3 separate regions of the Mus musculus genome follow, and regions 2 and 3 are each linked to region 1. A link is a contact called in public Hi-C data. All regions are on one chromosome and are shown on one strand. Each heading gives the region's core, a stretch centred on a gene start, on an enhancer-like site or on the middle of the called end of the contact. The rest is flanking DNA. Distances are from core to core; before and after follow the strand shown. Region 1 overlaps Stat1 (signal transducer and activator of transcription 1). Region 2 has its middle 25 kb from the start of Nemp2. Region 3 overlaps Nab1 (Ngfi-A binding protein 1).

Region 1 (3,140 bases), core at 413-2,912:
TATGGAGAGCCAGGCTGTGTGATTATAGGATATGCTACTTCCTTTCCACAGCTATTCCAACGGGCTGATCCTCAGCGACAGATTACAGACATGTGTGGCAGGGCGGCATGAGGGAGACCCTTCACTCACCACCTCCGTTCTGGGACCGTTCCACCCATGTGAATGTGATGGCCCCTTCCCGGGAGCTCTCACTGAATCTAAGCAGGAACGTCCCTGGCTGCTGGTCCTTGAGCAGAGCGCGTTCTCGCTCCTTGCTGATGAAGCCCATAATGCACCTGGGTATTAAAGAGATGAATGGAGACGCTTTGTGTTTCCCTCGTGAATTTAATTTTCCATTTTGACTTACAGTCTAAGAAACCTGCTGCCGCCTGACAAGAGAACATACTATGAAAATGTATGCTTTCAAAATGCTTAACTGGCACTTAAAGGGAGCATCTCACTTATAGATACATGTGCTAAGTAGGAATCAGGATGAACACCGACTGGGGTGTGGCTTGGTAAACAGGCAATGCGTCGTCGTCTGCTGTTACTTGCTGACTTTAAACACCACGCATGACAGTGTCTGCCTATGCATCTTGTACTGGGGACGCAGCCTCAGGTAACAGCGCTTCAGACACCATCACTGCTGGTCAACTGACAGGAACCCCGGAGATATCAGTTGATCCCTGGACTGAATGAGCTAAACACTTTTCTCTTTCTCTCTTTCCTTCTGTCTCCTTCCTTCTTCCCTTCTCTTCCCTTCCCTCTCCTTCTCTCCTTCCTTCCTTCCTTTTAACAAAAAAGACTGAGTCTCACTGTCAGCCGTGGCTGCCTGGAGCTTGCTGTGCTACGAGCAGAGATCAGCCTGCCTCAGCCTCAGCCTCAGCTGAAGTTAAAGATCTGCACTGCCCCATCTGGTGGTTTCTGATTCTTTATTAGGGCAGTACAGTAAATACTGACAATGTTTGTGAGAATGAATAAATACATTAATGACACTAAGAGGTTTTTGTTTTTAATTTAGCTTTTAAATAGATAGATCTAAATATAGATATCCTAAGACATGCTTAATCTCCTGAGGGTGTCCTTTCAAGGAGCCTTATACCAGGTAAGTGTGCATCTCTGAGCAAAACCCCTGCCAAATCCTGAAGGCCGGCCGGCACTCTGTCCCAGCCTTCGGAGCGCTCAGGGACGCTTACCCATCATTCCAGAGGCACAGCAGGTGCTTCTTAATGAGCTCTAGGATGGTGTCAATCCAAGGCCAGAAGGAGAAATTTTTATCATTAATATTTTCCTGCAAGTATACAAATGCACAATTGGTTAACCAAAGCACTGCTTTGCCCTGCCCCTCCAAAGAGACCCCAGATCAAGCAAGAGGGGCAGTCGTTCCTGAGTGGAAATGCCTGGCTGGCTCCCCCTGCCTCTTTCTGACTTGCTAGAGCTTCTCCCTCCTTGGCTCCCTTTCCCAAGAGCAGCACCCGGCAAAGGTGACTTCCCAGATGACTGGAAAACAAGAGTGTGCTCACTGTAGCAGAAGCCAGCATGAGCAGCTCAGCTCCTGCTGGCGAACCGTGCAGGGTCTCACCACCCTGTGCAGGTGCCCTCGAGCTGGGGTAGCTCTGCACAACTGCTCCGTGCACGGTTCCCACGGCCTTAGCCAGAGCCCTGCTGATTAAGAGGCTGGGGCGAGGGATGTGGGAGAGTGTTATCACTCAGGCAGGTGCTTCCTGCCGGCTGGTCTCGGTCGGTCTCTGCTTGCAGACCAACCTCCTGCCCTGTAGGAAGGTAAACAACTTGTCCTAGTGGGTGTGAGGGGGACACATGAACATGCCAGAGTAAGCAAACAACCCAGGGAGGACCCACCTTACAAAACCTTGTCCATGGAATAAGACCATCAGGGCCAGCATTAGGGCCTAGAAACAAACACAAAAACGAACAAACAAACAAAAATCGCCTTTTTACCAAACAGAAATTGATCTGCTGCTCTAGTTGGACTGAGAGCTCTTGTATCTATTGCAAAGGGTGACTACAGCAGAGGTGATATTCTCTCGTATATTAACTTGAAATGGGCCTCTAGTTACACAGGCTGAAAGGACCAACAAGCAGTTTAAAACCTACGAATGGTGGCTTTGTTTCACCCCCTTTATTTATAGGCAGGGTCTCCCCGTGTAGCTCAGTCAGGCCTCAAACTCCTTGCTTCCCATCCTTGCCTCCGACTCCGCCAGCCTGAGATGACAGATGCGCACCACCATGCTGCTGTCTGTTGGTTTGATTCCAACAGCATGAAGGAATGCATGGAGGATTACTGAGATCGGATTATGAAAGCGCAGAGGAAGCTGACATCAAGCCAGCCATCTGGTGCCTCTTAGCTCCTTTCCCAGAGAGCAGGCAGAGCTCTATAAACCCCACCCCAGGACACGCCCTTCCAGGCTGATCTGACTTTGGCATGACCCCTGTCTCCCTGAAGGCTCTGTGGAGAAGCCACCCTTGTCTCTACCCAGCACCACTTCCCGCTGTTCCTCTGCCTACATGAAGTCCCTCCCCACCAAAAGCCCTGCAGAACAAATGTGCAGTTCCAAATAAGGCCGAGATCTCCGGTGGATTTTATAAGCTCACTGTACTTAGATATATCCCTCAGCCTTCTCACAAATTGGACAGTTGTTCAAACTGATACAAGCCATAAATATAATTAGCCATATGAATTAATGCAGCATGTGGTCTGAGCTGTGTTAAGTCCACTACTTTGTTTAAGGGAAACCACTGATACGCTACAACAAGCAGGGAAAAAAAAATCCTTGTATCTCACCAAATGTGGAATACAGAACAAGGTCTGAGACCCTTGTTAATGTGCACAAGTGAGTGAAGACCCTTCCAGGGACATTCAGTTAAGAAAGACCCACTTCGACTACCGTCTGCATCACCCTGCTACACAGACCGCAAACCTGGACAACGGTATTGATGGAATTTTAAAGACATGCTTCAGATATCCGGTTCATTGGCAGGTTGTCGGTGATAAGGGAGGCTTTGACTTTTCATTGTAGAAGATGAATAAGCCTTCTGACATTAGCCACTGAGAGAGAACTGTCTGCCACGGGCCAGATGCCTGATCAGACAAAACTGTGGCTCTGCCTCCTGCAACAAGGGCCCAGCCAGCACAAGATCCT
Region 2 (3,140 bases), core at 213-2,712, 500 kb before region 1:
CCCTGCCTCGGGAGGAAACATTCTACACCTGGATGCCTAGCTTCACTACAAAACACAGCTTGGAATGATGGGAACAATTAAGCTGATGGTTACTTTTGCACTTGAATGGTACTGCACTGTCAACCCCCAAGGCTCATTTTAAGTGACCTTTAAAATCAGATGTATTTATTATGCTCGTGCAATTACAGAAATGAAGTGGGAGACAGGCTGAGCCCCACCTATGAATGTACAGTATGTGGATTGTGAAAGTGACTGTAGGGAATCAGAGCGTTGTATCTTGTGTTTACAATTCTGGTTGATTTCTTTGAAAAGCTGCTGGTTTGGGAAATGCACAGTGGGTGTATTGAAATAAAAGGTAAATACCATTTTTAAATATTTCGTAAATGAAAAACACGTGACCAAACAAGAGAACATCCTCTGCTCTGTAATGAATGACACCAAATTCAATATGCCTTCGTTACAAAATGTTTACTGTGAGCGTCGATCCAACAGTGCAGTAATTTCTAGCCTTTTGAGCTGACACCTTCACGAGTTTGTGGACTTTGTGACTTTTTCTTCCTGTTCTTACAGTGCCATATGTCACTTGAAAAATATTAAAGTGAATTCCAATTAAACTTGATTTGAGAATTTTATAACCTCTCTTGAGATCCTTAGAAATACTCAGGGATGTCAAAGCTGAGGCTAGGAATCACTACCATAGTGATTTGTCCTGCTCCTCTCTGCCTGCAGGAAGTTATGCTACCCTAGAGTTCTGTGTGAACCCAACTTGGCTCGATGCTATTAACTAGACTATTCTTTTTTTTTAATTAGGTATTTTCCTTGTTTACATTTTCAATGCTATCCCAAAGGTCCCCCATACCCACCCCCCCAACCCCTTACCCACCCACTCCCCCTTTTTGGCCCTGGCGTTCCCCTGTACTGGGGCATATAAAGTTTGCAAGTCCAATGGGCCTCTCTTTGCAGTGATGGCTGACTAGGCCATCTTTTGATACATATGCAGCTAAAGACAAGAGCTCCAGGGTACTGGTTAGTTCATATTGTTGTTCCACCTATAGGGTTGCAGTTCCCTTTAGCTCCTTGGGTACTTTCTCTAGCTCCTCCATTGGGAGCCCTGTGATCCATCCATTAGCTGACTGTGATCATCCACTTCTGTATTTGCTAGGCCCCGGCATAGTCTCACAAGAGAGAGCTATATCTGGGTCCTTTTAGCAAAATTTTGCTAGTGTGTGCAATGGTGTCAGCGTTTGGAAGCTGATTATGGGATGGATCCCTGCATATGGCAATCACTAGATGGTCCATCTTTTTTGTCACAGCTCCAAATTTTGTCTCTGTAACTAGACTATTCTTAAAGCAGAGTAATAGTACATGCCAAAGGCCAGCACAGCTCAAGAGCCAGAGTCATAGGACAGTGCTACTTTATCGTCCTAGTGAGCTTGCAGTGGCAGGAAGTTGCAGTGGCAGGAAGTTGCAGTGGCAGGAAGTTGCAGTGGCAGGAAGTTGCAGTGGCAGAAAGCAGGCAGGTGGCTAGCACTCCCGGGGATTTGCAGCTTGCTCATGGGACTCCTAAGCAATATGCCTCTCGGCATATCAGTTAAGTAGAGCAGCTGCAAAAGGGGAAGTTCATCCATGGTTAGGTCATTTGTTTTTCAAAAGCCCTACCTGGTATACATAACCTTCCCCATTGAAAATATGAGGATTCTTAAGCGAATAGGGCCTAAGTTATGGGATCATGGTCAGAGCCAGGACACAGACTCAACTCTTGCTAACACCAGAGCCCTGCCTACCACCTTCCCATCCTAGTGGGAGGGAAAGCGTCCACGGTGGTACAAGACATAAATAGCCAAGCCATGAGTTCTGTGTGCCTGAAACCTATGTGTGTTTGTTTCTATTCTTGATTTCTAGACATTCTCTAAAACCTTAAATCAGCATCCCAAGCAATAGCCTTACCAATAAAACGTCCTGACAAGATTGTAGGCTACTTTTGTTGTCCCAGTATGAGTGCTATGGGCTGCTTGTGACTCTTACAGTGGATATGTACCTACTGTGTCTCTGAGGATTTCTATCTTTTTTTGTTTGGTTGGTTGGCTTTATTGTTTGTAGAACATGATTTTAGTATTTTCAACTGTTAATATTCAACAAACAGAATCATTTTAAGATATATTTTGTTGTATTTCATTTCTGATTTTATTAATTTAGATACTGTCTTTGTGCCCTCTGGTTAGTCTGGCTAAGGGTTTATCTACCTTGTTGATTTTTCTCAAAAAAACAGCTTCTGATTTTGATTCTCTGTAGAGTTGGTTTTGTTTCTACTTGGTTGATTTCAGCCCTGAGTTTGATTATTTCCTGCCATCTACTCCTCTAGGGTGTATTTGCTTCTTTTTGTTCTAGAGCTTTCAGGTGTGCTGTCAAGCTCCTGTAAGCTCTCTCCAATTTCTTTTGGGAGAACTTAGAGCTATGAGTTTTCCTCTTACAACTGCTTTCCTTGTGTCCCATAAATTTTGGTATGATGTGTCTTCATTTTCATTAAATTCTAAAAAGCGTTTCATTTTTTTTCTTTTTTTCTTCCTTGACTGAGTTATCATTGTGTAGAGCATTGTTCAGCTTCCACGTGTATGTGTGCTTTCTGTTGTTTTTATTGATATTTAAGACCAGCCTTAGTCTGTGGTGATCTGATAGTGTGCATGGAATAATTTCAATCTTCTTGTATCTGTTGAGGCCTGTTTTGTGACTGATTATATGGTCAGTTTTGGAGAAGGTACCATGAGGTGCTGAGAAGAAGGTATATTCTTTTGCTTTAGGATGAAATGTTCTATAGATATTGTTAGATCCGTTTGGTTAATAAGTTCTGTTAGTGTCTCTGTTTAGTTTCTGTTTCCCTGATCTGTCTATTCCTGAAAGTGGGGTGTTGAAGTCTCCCACTATTATTGTATGGGGTACAATGTGTGCTTTGAGCTTTAGTAAAGTTTCTTTTATGAATGTGGGTGCCCTTGCATTTGGACCATAGATATTCAGAATTGAGAGTTCTTCTTGGTTGATTTTTCATTTGACCAGTATAAAGTGTCCTTCCTTATCTTTTTTGATAACTTTTGGTTGAAAGTTGATTTTATTGGATATTAGAATGGCTACTCCAGCTTGTTTCT
Region 3 (3,140 bases), core at 209-2,708, 310 kb before region 1:
AGGATACAGTTTGTTTCTGCTTGTTGTTAAATGTCTTCTGGTCCTCAGCTTTATCTGTCTGATGGCAGGAACATCTTGGTTTCATTTGGCTCATGAACAGAATCTGATAAGCTGTTACTTACTCTCTGTAGTTCTGTAGGAAGTGACACATTCTTTGAGTATCAGGGAAAACAGCCATTTTGGTACAACTCTTAGGTAAAATAGCACAAGATCTCAATAACATATCGTCAACATTGCTACTCTTACCCCATTTAAAGCATTACTGAACAATTGTTAAATTAGTGTGTAGCTTTGGATAATTTTATTAATTTCTGTGTATATGTCAGGGGGTGCATGCTTGTGTGGGTGCACAAGGGTGCTGGTAGGTGTACTCATGTGTGCACCTGTTTATAGAGGCCAGACGGAAGCCTTGGGTGTGGTTCCTCAGGGTCCACCCACCTTGATTTTTTTGAGACAGGGCTCTTGTTAGCCTTGTTCTTATTTGTTCTTCTAGCTGGCTGCAGAGCCCCAGGAACCCAGCTGGATCTGCTCCCCACTACTGGAGTCATGGCGCATACCTCCCAGCTCAGTTCTTCATGCTGGAGTCATGGCGCATACCTCCCAGCTCAGTTCTTCATGTGGGTGCTGGGATTTGAATTTGGTTTCTCAGGCTTCTACAGCCAGTACTGTGTGCTACAATAGCTATCCTCCTACCCCAAAATCTTAGTCAATTTTTAACTATGTATGTGCTCAGAAGTGGACATTTCCAAAGTCCGTGTGTGAATGTCCCTTTTAGACAGAACTGCAGACCTGTTTGCAGGCCCGTTTAGTATTGCCAAACCTTGCTACTATGTTTCCCTCCCAGAATGGCCTGTTGAAATGTCCCCAGTTAACTTGCCAAAATGAAGTTGTTACCTTTGATCTGGTTTGTACATGTCTAGAAAAGTAATAAGGGTATTTCTTCTGTTTTTTAATCCATTATGTGTTCCATCTATTGATTTTTAAAATTGTGAATCATGACTTTTGTAACCAATTTTACATAGTGGCATTCTTATAGTACTTTTATATAACATGATAATGAATCATATCTGCATTTTGACTATTACTTCATTGGCAAATGTCATATAGACACACTGCTTTGAATATCACATGCAAGTAATTTAAAGCAGAACACAGAAAAGGAGCCTCTAAAACACGTGCAGAGGTGACCTCATATGTCACACAGCAGCCTTCTGTTTCAAACATGTCCATCTATGCGTGGTTTGGAAATGCTGCTTCACTCTGGGATGGAGGCAGAGATCCTTGCTGGCAGGGATGCCTCTCTGCATAATTTGCATTGTTTAATTTTGGTGGGAGGTGTGTTTGTCTTGTTCTTCTAGACAAGCATTTTACACCTTTTCTCCTCCAAGCAGGCTGTCATCATAGCAGAATCTGGGTAGCGCCAAATCCTAAAATAAGATGCCAGGATTTCACCCTGTGCTCAAAGCAGTTGACAGCAGATGTTGCTGCTGCTCTTAGGCTCTTTTTTTCCATCTTCTTTCTTTCTTGATTTCTTTTCTTTTTTTCTATTTTAGAAAGAAGGGGAAATCCTTTAAAGGACTCAGAACCTTGGGAAACAAAGTGAAGCTTACATTGGCTTTGAGTTTACATAGAGTTCTCTTTATGGGACTGAAAGGAAACCTTTTGAACAAACCTGGTGTCTTACATGACACAAGCATGCATTCATAGTTATGGAGGCAGATATACATCCACAGGAAGTGTGAGCTCCTTTTAATAAATACTAAATGCATTCGCTGGTGTCTCAAATTAGCAGCATCAGGCCATGAAGAAATCTAGAATGCTTTAGTTATTGCTTTTATCTTTGCTTTACTCACTAGCAGGCTGAAAAGGGGATGGCGAAGCAGATGGAGCTCCTGTGTGCCCAGGCCGGGTATGAGAGGCTGCAGCAGGAGAGGAGACTCACGGCCGGGCTCTACAGGCAGAGCTCCGGCGAGCAGAGCCCTGATGGCGGCCTGCCTTCTGATAGCTCTGATGGACAAGGTGAGCCTCTGCAGTGACTGGCCACTTGCCTCTCAAAGAGAAGTGGGGAGAATGGATTCCTTTATGTCTTGAAGGGATCATATCTGCAGAAATCCATTTTCACTAGTCCCTTTTCAGAGGAAAGTGGTCATCCTGCATCCTGTATATTTTAATTTCTAAAAGTCCTTACGTTTTATTATTCCTGTACTGTAGCTTGCGCATGTGTAGAGGCTTGGTCAGGACAGGGATGTGCGAATACAGCCCATTTCCCCTAAGAAACAGATTCCGTCAAAGATGCTGCTTTGCTGATAGCACCTGTTTCCTTGTGGTGCTAGGATTGAACCCAGGGCCTTCCACTGAAGTACACCCTCACCTTTTCCAAACGACAGAAACATCGTTCTTTAAATTTCAAAAATCAATTTGTCTAAAATGTATATTTGTTTCCTAACACAAGTCTGTGTTAGAAAGCTGAGTCATGAGTGTTTTTACTACTCTGAAAAAAAAAATGTTTTTGGCTTTTCTCCTGTCTTCAGTATGAAGAAAACCCCATGTCATTGTCATCCACTCATTGAAAAGGTTTTTTGAAGTGTTTTCTATATGCCAGGCAGGCCTCCAAGGCCAGAAGGCAGAGCAGTGCAAAAGACATCCTTGCTTATGCACAGCTTAGCTTCAAGTAGCGAGGAATGGTGTGTAGCCCTGTAAATCGGTCCTTAGCTTCAATATCAGTAAATAGTATACTGAAGGATATTGTCTTATTTTATGTATTATTTACTTTCTAGTAAGTGCTTAGTATTGTTAATAATTTCTTTCACCAAGTAAGAGTCCATCTTTTAAAACATGATTTAAGTTCATAACTTAACCTGTTAAAAAGTAACAGGTTTTGATGTGGTATTTCATGCAGTATTTTCCTCCCTCCAACAGCCCCTTTCTTGTAACACATACCATATTACACTCTCTCCCTTCACCCTCCATAAAATCCCTTCTTCCTATCATCCCCTTTCTGGTTTCATCACACACACACACACACACACACACACACACACACACACACACACACACACACACACATATATGCGTGTGCAGTGTGCGCGTGTGTGCATCTAGGTTCAACATACAAAAGAAACTGTGGAGTTGATCTCTCA

The links. A called contact is a pair of places that touch in the nucleus more often than the background predicts.
Region 2: a Hi-C map of the G1E-ER4 cell line shows a contact between it and region 1, with 2.6 times the contacts expected there. The contact joins two enhancer-like sites. A contact is called at or near these places in 1 of 15 datasets of contacts at CTCF or cohesin (the NIH/3T3 cell line), 3 of 484 Hi-C or Micro-C datasets (the Ba/F3 cell line, the G1E-ER4 cell line and large pre-B cells), 1 of 115 datasets of contacts at active chromatin or transcription factors (differentiating embryonic stem cells) and 2 of 9 other capture datasets (embryonic stem cells and liver).
Region 3: a contact with region 1 is called in a Hi-C map of forebrain, with 5 times the contacts expected there. The contact joins two enhancer-like sites. A contact is called at or near these places in 6 of 484 Hi-C or Micro-C datasets (cerebral cortex, embryonic stem cells, forebrain and 1 more), 1 of 115 datasets of contacts at active chromatin or transcription factors (kidney) and 2 of 9 other capture datasets (adipose tissue and liver).

Annotation. Positions count from the first base shown.
Region 1 is chr1:52,149,368-52,152,507 of GRCm38.p6, reverse strand. Stat1 (signal transducer and activator of transcription 1) reads right to left here. Exons shown (of 25, transcript NM_009283.4): 19 at 1,840-1,889; 20 at 1,176-1,270; 21 at 130-275. Among named protein-coding and RNA genes, the nearest start is that of Stat1, 32 kb to the right of the region's middle. Within about 2 kb of position 1,662, at least 100 of the 459 cell types and tissues checked have an H3K27ac peak or open chromatin away from gene starts, as enhancers often do. A contact at or near this core is called in the G1E-ER4 cell line and forebrain, where this site is marked.
Region 2 is chr1:52,653,778-52,656,917 of GRCm38.p6, reverse strand. It overlaps a transcript of Mfsd6 not described here. Among named protein-coding and RNA genes, the nearest start is that of Nemp2, 25 kb to the right of the region's middle. Within about 2 kb of position 1,462, at least 81 of the 459 cell types and tissues checked have an H3K27ac peak or open chromatin away from gene starts, as enhancers often do. A contact at or near this core is called in the G1E-ER4 cell line, where this site is marked.
Region 3 is chr1:52,463,664-52,466,803 of GRCm38.p6, reverse strand. It overlaps Nab1 (Ngfi-A binding protein 1), which reads left to right. Exons shown (of 8, transcript NM_008667.3): 6 at 1,857-2,019. Among named protein-coding and RNA genes, the nearest start is that of Gm23460, 21 kb to the right of the region's middle. Within about 2 kb of position 1,458, at least 14 of the 459 cell types and tissues checked have an H3K27ac peak or open chromatin away from gene starts, as enhancers often do. A contact at or near this core is called in forebrain, where this site is marked.